Regions from separate parts of the Mus musculus genome. Here region 1 is linked to region 2. The links are chromatin contacts, called in public HiChIP or PLAC-seq maps. All regions are on one chromosome and are shown on one strand. The core of a region is the stretch at or near the end of the contact, and the rest is flanking DNA. Distances in the headings are between cores, read along the strand shown. Region 1 overlaps Gpi1 (glucose-6-phosphate isomerase 1). Region 2 holds the start of Uba2 (ubiquitin-like modifier activating enzyme 2).

Region 1 (3,581 bases), core at 10-2,509, 50 kb after region 2:
AGGAGAGAACCATAAGGTTGTCCTCCGACCTCCAATGGTGTGTGTGTGCCCACAGATATCATGGACACACACCTGCAAAATCATAAACATTTAATTCAAAAGAAGTTACACCGAAGACTGGAAAGCTGGCTCAGTGGTTAAGAGCACTTGTTTGTTCTTAGAGAGGACCCAGGTTCAATTCCCAGTAGGATGGTTTACAACCATCCCTACCTCCAGCCCCAGAGGATCTAATGCTTTCTTCTGATCTCTGAAGATATACATGTGGTATATAGTCACATATGCAAACATACACATAGAATAGAATAAATTAATTAAAAAAAAAAGTGAATGGTGGTGGTGTAGGCCTTTATTCCCAGCAGTCAGAGGCAGAGGCAGGTGGATTTCTGTGAGTTTAAGGCCAGCATAGTCTACAGAGAAGTTCCAGGACAGCCAGGGCTATACAGAAAAAAACATCTCCAAAACAAAACAACAATAACAACAAAAAAGCACATTCATTTGCCAGACTTAACAGCTCTAGAGAGGAAAAAGATTTCTGCACATCCTATGTGGGCAGGGTGCCAGAGGCCAGGAAAGGGGGGGGTGGGGGTAGGGGGTGTCATGCATCAGCCTGGCCTGGGAGATGGGTGGGGACATTATCCCACTGACTGCCTGTCCTTCCTCAGGATTAGAGACTGAATGGAGACGGCAGGAAAGGCCAATCAGCTCTCACAGAGCCTTCTAAACCAGCACCCCAGCCATGATGCTACCCCGAAGCAGACCACTGAGCTTGGTGGATTCTGAGAGACTGAGGTTTTCCCATGGCCCAGGCTTTCCCATGAGGGCATGCAGGACTAGCACTTACCGTGTTCGTAGACAGGGCGACAAAGTGCTTTGCAACTGCAGATGGCTACAAGAGACGGAAGCAGATTATACCAAATCCATCCCAGAGGAGCCACTAAGGGTGGGGATGCCCCACCACTGGAGAAAACCAGATTCTACACAGGACTAACTATTCTCTCTCTTTGGCCCTGAGGCTGTTAGAGGAACCCACAAAAGGTCAAGGTCGAGAGGGCAGGAAGATGGTGGCACAGGACTATAATCCTAACACTCAGCAGACTGGAGCTGGAGCTTTGCCATGAATCCAAGACCTGCCTGGACTACATAGCAAGACCCTGCCCTGGCACAAACCAGGAAAAAAAAAAAGGTGTATAAGGGCCACAGACAAGCCTGCCCATCCCCACCTCAAAGGCACACAGGGCCAAGGAGTAAAATGAATCCAAGTGTAAATGGGTGTGGTTTCTGGGAGCAAAGAGGCAAGGGACCAAAGGCCAAGGGACTTAAAGAAAGGATCCTTAGTCATAACATGGAAACTATTAAAAGTGGATAAAGAAAGAAAGGCTCCTTAGACATTTAGAGCAGGTTCTGTGAATGCCAAAGCTCTGAAAGCTCTCCTCCCCTTCATACCTCAGCAGTTAAGGCTTGGGGGGGGGGGGGGGGACACAGGACATGTACCACACCTCCCACCAAGCTCTGTCTGTGGGAGAGCTGAGAACACACCCTACCACCACCACCTCCAGGAGACCCCAACCACTCACATCCTTGGCCGCTTCGAGAAACCACTCCTTTGCTGTCTCTGCATTGGTGATGGTCTCCTGGGTGGTGAAGGTCTGTAAGGGAATGTATGGCGGTCAGCCCAGTCCAGGGTGGGCAGCAGAGGGTACACTGGCTGCTGGCTAGCATATCAGCAACACCTACTACAGGCACCCACAAGCACATGCACATGTCACAGCGGCGCGTCCAGCAGCAATCTACCATCACACCCAGGCGTGGAAGGACCCCATTGAAACTCCCAGGCATCTCCCAGAGAGGGCTAAGCTATGCTGAGCTTGCTTTACTCCAGCCTAGGTGGGACCTCACAATGCAGATGGAAATCCTATTTTTCAAGTTTATTACATTTATTCAGAGAGAGTGTGTGTGTGTGTGTGTGTGTGTGTGTGTGTGTGTGTGTGTGTGTGCATAAGAGTGCCACAGCACATGTGGTGGAGGTGAGGAGACAACTTTTTGGGAATAATTCTCCCCCACCAGGTGGGACCCAGGATCAAAGCCCAGGTCAGCTGGCTTGCTGGCAAGCCCCTTTATACCTGCTGAACCATCTTACCGACCTCAGATGGACTTCTCATTATTTGCGTGTATTACAGTACACAAGGTGTACAGGATAATAAATAAACCCTTATGTTATCAAGCCAAGGCTCTGAAATCAGAGAGGCATAATAAACATGTCAGGTGTGGTGGTACACGCCTACATACCCAGGGCTCAGGGGGCTGAGGGAGGAGATTACACCCAGCTAGTAAAGACCCTGCCTAAAAACCCTGAGGAGGGAGAGAGAAGAAGGTAACAGATGTATCTGTTGAGAAAGAAGTTATCAGGGGCTGGAGAGATGGCTCAGTGATTAAGAGCACTGACTGGTCTTGCAGAGGTCCTGAGTTCAATTCCCAGTAACCACATGGTGGCTCACAACCATCTGTAATGGGATCTGATGCCCTTTTATGGCGTGTAGGTGTCCATACAGATGGAACACTCATACACATAAAATTAAAAAAGAGAGAAAAAGAAAGATAGATCACCCAGGACTTAGGAGCCTTTGCAGACCTCCGAGTTCCAAGACAGCCAAGGCTACACAGAGAAACACTGTCACAACTAGGGGCGGTGGGGGGAAGGCAGTTTCAGACACATGCTGGTGACATGGACCTGTCTGTAAGTACTTAAGCAACTAAGGAAGGAAGATCAAAAGTTCAAAGTGGACCACAGTTTGAATTCAAGGCTATCCGAATAACTGAAAGAGAGCCTGTCTCAATATAAAGAGCTGAGGATGTAGTTCAGTGGTAGAGGTCTTACCTAGCTTGTATGAGACCCTGAGGGGACACACACACACACACACACACACACACACACACACACACAGGCAAAGATCACATAAAGTGGGTACTGCCTATGACAAGAATCCAAAGTGAACAGGTTCCGGCTCTTATTAGGTAAACCTCACTTGCTGCCAGACATGGAAAGCATCTAAGGGCAGCTGTGCTAACCAGATCCACAAAGCCCCATTCACTCAGAATCCTTCCTGACACTCCATTGCCCAGGGCAATCCACCCATCCTCCCCATCCTCAGCGCCATACCTTGGAGGCGATTATAAAGAGGGAAGTCTCAGGGGACAAGCTGGCCAGTGTTTTGGCAATGTGGGTCCCATCAATGTTAGAGACAAACCAGACACGGGGACCTCCTTTCGAGTAAGGCTTGAGAGCTTCAGTCACCATGAGGGGTCCCTGCAGGAAGAGAGGACAAGGTTCTAGGGAGAGACTGTTCCCAACCTTCAGCCCATCCCAGGGTGAGCTGGGCGCTCCTTACCAGGTCAGAGCCCCCGATGCCGATGTTGATGATGTCCGTGATGGATTTGCCAGTGTACCCTTTCCAGTCACCACTCCGGACCCGCTGTCACAGAAGCAGATGTGATTAACCCAAACGCACAGCTCACAAATGTCACTCCTCGTGTGTCTTGTGTCCCTTTACCCAAATGACAACTGCTAGACCCTGTCAGGAGCC
Region 2 (4,027 bases), core at 300-2,799:
AGGACCAGGGGTTCAATTTTCAGGCTCAACATGGTGAGTCACAGCCATTGCTAACACCAGCTCCAGGGATCCAACGCCCCCTTCTGGCCTCTGGGGGCACCAGGCACAGACACAATGCAGGCAAATGGCCCATACACGTAAAATAAAGGAAAAAGTTTAAAGTAAAATTAAATTTTAATCTAATTGCTACTTTAAAGGGGAAAAGAATTAACATCATTTACATTCTATTTCAACAAACTTACATAAGCAACAAAATGTTCTCATCATCAAACATTCTAAAGTTTAGAGTAGTATGGGAAAATTATGGAACATAATCATTGAAATATTCATTTGTACTTCAAAGTTCACTATAAAAATTTAACCAAAGAAAATTAAAACAGAGAACAAGCATTTACTTTTTCAATTCACTCCTGTCTATTGAAAAATCTACTCTTAAAATAGCATCAAGCGTCACTAGCATATTATGGATTATACTATTTTCTATGGACCAAAACTGGGTGTGAAGCCTGACCAATGAAGAATGTTTCCCTCCAATTCTGCCTCAGCTGAAACCCTGACACCTGCAATTTCATCCCGTGTTTCTGTTAAACCTTAAGGCATCTTCAATTCACATCCAAGGTTCATATAATATCTCCAACACATTCACAAATTACAGGGGTTTCCTGTCATTGCACATTACGCTAACGCAAAACTTAAGAATCCTGACAACCAAAAAAAAAAATTTTTTTTTAATTTCTTGGGTAAGATGTTGCTACGTAGCCCAAGCGGACCTCAAACTTCCAGTTCTACAGTCTCTCGATGCACGGATTACAGTCTGTCACCCAATCCTGCAAACCCCAGGGAGTATCTATAATGACATAAACACGGATCTGCACGATGCCCAGACCAGAGGAGCGCGAGCCCCAAGGAGTCTAACCAGCCACTTACGGCGTGCCCCCAGGGTAAGTTACTCAACCTCATAGCGTCTCACTTTCCTCATCTGTTAAAAATAAAACGGGATGCAGACAGCACTTGCAACCTGAGGGCCGGTGGCAGACTCGGGAATGAATGCACGTGTGCACGCCCGGCGTGCTGTGGCTGGTGGCTGCAAACCGCTCGGCCGCGGGATCGTTATTTTAAGTTGGAGAATATTTGAATTAAAGTCACAGCATCTACAGGGTCTCTTCTTGCATCCCAGTGTAACTGGGGAAACTGCCTCGGGAGGCGGCGCGCGCAGGCCCAGGGAGCCGAGGGCCGCGAACAGGAGGTCCGGAGAGCCGGAGTCCCGCGTCCCACCAACCCGCTTCCCGCACGGTGATCCTAACCCCAGGCCTCTCGGGCCGCGCCGCCCTGACTCCCGCCCGGAACCGGGCCCCGCAGGCAGACCGCCATTCACCCGGAGCCCGGGCCTCACCAGGTCGATGTGGGAGAAGCCAGTGAGCACCAGGTTCTTGAGCAGCTCACAGCCGATCCCACCCGCGCCAACCACCAGCACCCGGCCGCCGGACACCGCCTCGGCCAGCTCCCGGGGCAACCCCCGCGACAGTGCCATGGCGGGACGTCTACGAGCCGCCTCACAGTCGGAGGCGGGAGAACCAGAGCGGCAGCCGGAAGTCGGTGGGGGAAGGGCAGCGCAGCTTCCGCTCCTGCGCAGTGCGGCCGCCATCCCGCCCCGGGATGGGCTCAGGCGACACCCTGAGTCCTGGGATTACTTCTCACACAATTCCAGAGGAACACAAACCAGCTCTCAGCCTGAGATGCCTAGGGTCACCTTCTAAAGACCTCGGTTTGAATTCCCAACAAAAGCTCTTTATTTAAAGGTTAAAAAAGCTATGACCCGGCCGGGAAGTGGTGGCACACGAGGAGGATTTCTGAGTTCGAGGCCAGCATGGTCTACAGAGTGAGTTCCAGGACAGCCAGGGCTACACAGAGAAGAAACCCTGTCTCGAAAAAACAAAAGAAAGAAAGAAAAAAAAGCAGGAAACACATATTAAACGACATACAACATAGCCACATTTATCAATATACTCCATGAGCTGGACCGATGGCCCAGAGGTTAAGCGCACATACTGCTACTGCAGAGGACCTGAGTTCAGCTGTCAGCATTCATATTAGGCAGCTCAACACTACCTGTAACTCCACCTACTAGGGATCTAACACACTCTTCTGGCCTCAGCAGGAAAACAGACACACATACTGCTTACATCCTCACAAATACATTCTCATACACATAACAAAAAATAACAATAAACCTTACAACTATATTCCAATATTAAAATTTTCAGCAATGCAAAAACTGCTATTATTTTTGCACCCACCAAATTGATGAAATATACTGTGGCTTTTGTCAACCACTCATGACTGCTAACGCTCTTGCTTCTGTTGACCATTGTTTGTCAATCATTCATGGCTGGTAACACTCTGAGGATAAGCCATGGAGCTAGAATGCCTCAGATGGAAATCAGGTCACAGAAACACTAATTTTCCTCTACTTTTCTGTCTTGGAACTGACTGTAAAGAAGTTCTCTGATTCACGCTGACTCCGGTACAGTCAGCATCAGTTATGAGACTGTTTCCTGTGTGTCTGCCACATGTACACACACTACATGTGGAGGCTAGTGTGCCCTTCCCCCCAGCCTTGAGCTGGCTGAATCAGACCGGTTTCTGCCACAGTAGGCTAGCCCACCCAGGGTGGAGTCTTCTGACCTAGGTGAAGTCTTTTGTCTGCCACATCTGCAGCTTCCTGCAAGAAGCTACCTGCAGAACAGCTGAGCTTGCTTTCCTGAGGTGATCCTGACAAAGTGGGGGATGGGTCTCCCCCCTTTAAATTTAAGACTATATTGAGCCTTGTTCAGAGAACTTTGCCTTGGCTTGTTATTTCTCTAGTCATCCTTCCCATCCATCCCCAGCTTTCCTTTCAGGAACCCAGTAACCCATGGCCACTGGCAGCTGCAGGCTAGAGGAGAATTCTGGGTATCATACTCTATCACTTTCCACCTAGGGTTTTGTTTGTTTGTTTGTTTTCATCGAGACAGGGTTTCTCTGTATAGTCCTGGCTGTCCTGGAACTCACTTTGTAGACCAGGCTGGCCTCAAACTCAGAAATCCGCCTGTCTCTGCCTCCCAAGTGCTGGGATTAAAGGCATGCACCACCACCGCCCAACAGTTTTGTTTTGTTTTGTTTTGTTTTAAGATTTATTTATTTACTTTATGTATGTGTATATACTGTAGCTGTACAGATAATTGTGAGCCTTCAACTGGTTTTGGGGAATTGAATTTAGGACCTCTGCTCACTCTTGTCAGCCCTGCTCGCTCCATCCCTGCTTGCTCCAGCCCAGAAATTTATTTATTATTATAAATAAGTACACTGTAGCTGTCTTCAGACACACCAGGAGATGGCATCAGATCTCATTACAGGTGGTTGTGAGCCGCCATGTGGTTGCTGGGATTTGAACTCAGGACCTTCAGAAGAGCGGTCAGTGTTCTTACCCACTGAGCCATCTCACCAGCTCTCCACCTGGCTTTTATTTTTATGTGTGCGTGTGCATCATGTGCATGCAGGAGCCTGGAGAGGTCAGAAGAGGGCTTCAGACCTCCTGGAACCAGAACTCAAGATGGTTGTAAGCTACCTTGACGATGCTAAAAAAAAAAAGCATGGTCCTCTGCAAGGGCAGTCAGTGCTCTTAACCACTGAACCCACCATATTTGGTATCTTTGTGCATCTGTCTGTGGTTCTGATTCTCAGTTCATGCTTACCAAAGAAAACAGTAACTCTAAAGACAAAAAACAGAGAAAAATCCTGTTTGAACTGTCTTTCTATGCAGCTGATTGGCTCACCAACCACACCCAGGCTGGCCTAGAGGATTTCTTAGGCTGCTACCCAGATGCTGCAAGTGTAGGAAGGACAAGAGGGCCTTTCCAGGGTGGAGATCACTCCTGTATATAGGCTGAGCTTTCTGTCAGAATGGCCCCACCTCTGAAAAGCCTCATCCAGAAGCTAACCTAACAGACACCCTTTCCAGGGGACTGGATGTTTTTTTTTTTTTTTT

What was found. HiChIP or PLAC-seq counts read pairs in DNA pulled down with a chosen protein or histone mark.
Region 1: an H3K27ac HiChIP or PLAC-seq map of embryonic stem cells shows a contact between it and region 2, with 10 read pairs. The contact joins the enhancer-like site here to the promoter of Uba2 in region 2. A contact is called at or near these places in 11 of 39 promoter capture datasets (the C10 cell line, the HPC-7 cell line, cranial neural crest and 5 more), 59 of 484 Hi-C or Micro-C datasets (the C10 cell line, CD4 T cells, CD8 T cells and 21 more), 17 of 115 datasets of contacts at active chromatin or transcription factors (CD8 T cells, the SCID.adh cell line, bone marrow-derived macrophages and 6 more) and 3 of 9 other capture datasets (adipose tissue, liver and pancreatic islet).

What each region holds. Positions count from the first base shown.
Region 1 is chr7:34,217,457-34,221,037 of GRCm38.p6, forward strand. It overlaps Gpi1 (glucose-6-phosphate isomerase 1), which reads right to left. Exons shown (of 18, transcript NM_008155.4): 5 at 3,387-3,470; 6 at 3,158-3,304; 7 at 1,575-1,646; 8 at 842-886. Among named protein-coding and RNA genes, the nearest start is that of Gpi1, 11 kb to the right of the region's middle. Within about 2 kb of position 1,260, at least 9 of the 459 cell types and tissues checked have an H3K27ac peak or open chromatin away from gene starts, as enhancers often do. A contact at or near this core is called in embryonic stem cells and intestinal villus epithelium, where this site is marked.
Region 2 is chr7:34,166,980-34,171,006 of GRCm38.p6, forward strand. Uba2 (ubiquitin-like modifier activating enzyme 2) reads right to left here and starts at 1,550. Exons shown (of 17, transcript NM_016682.2): 1 at 1,394-1,550. The coding sequence starts at 1,531.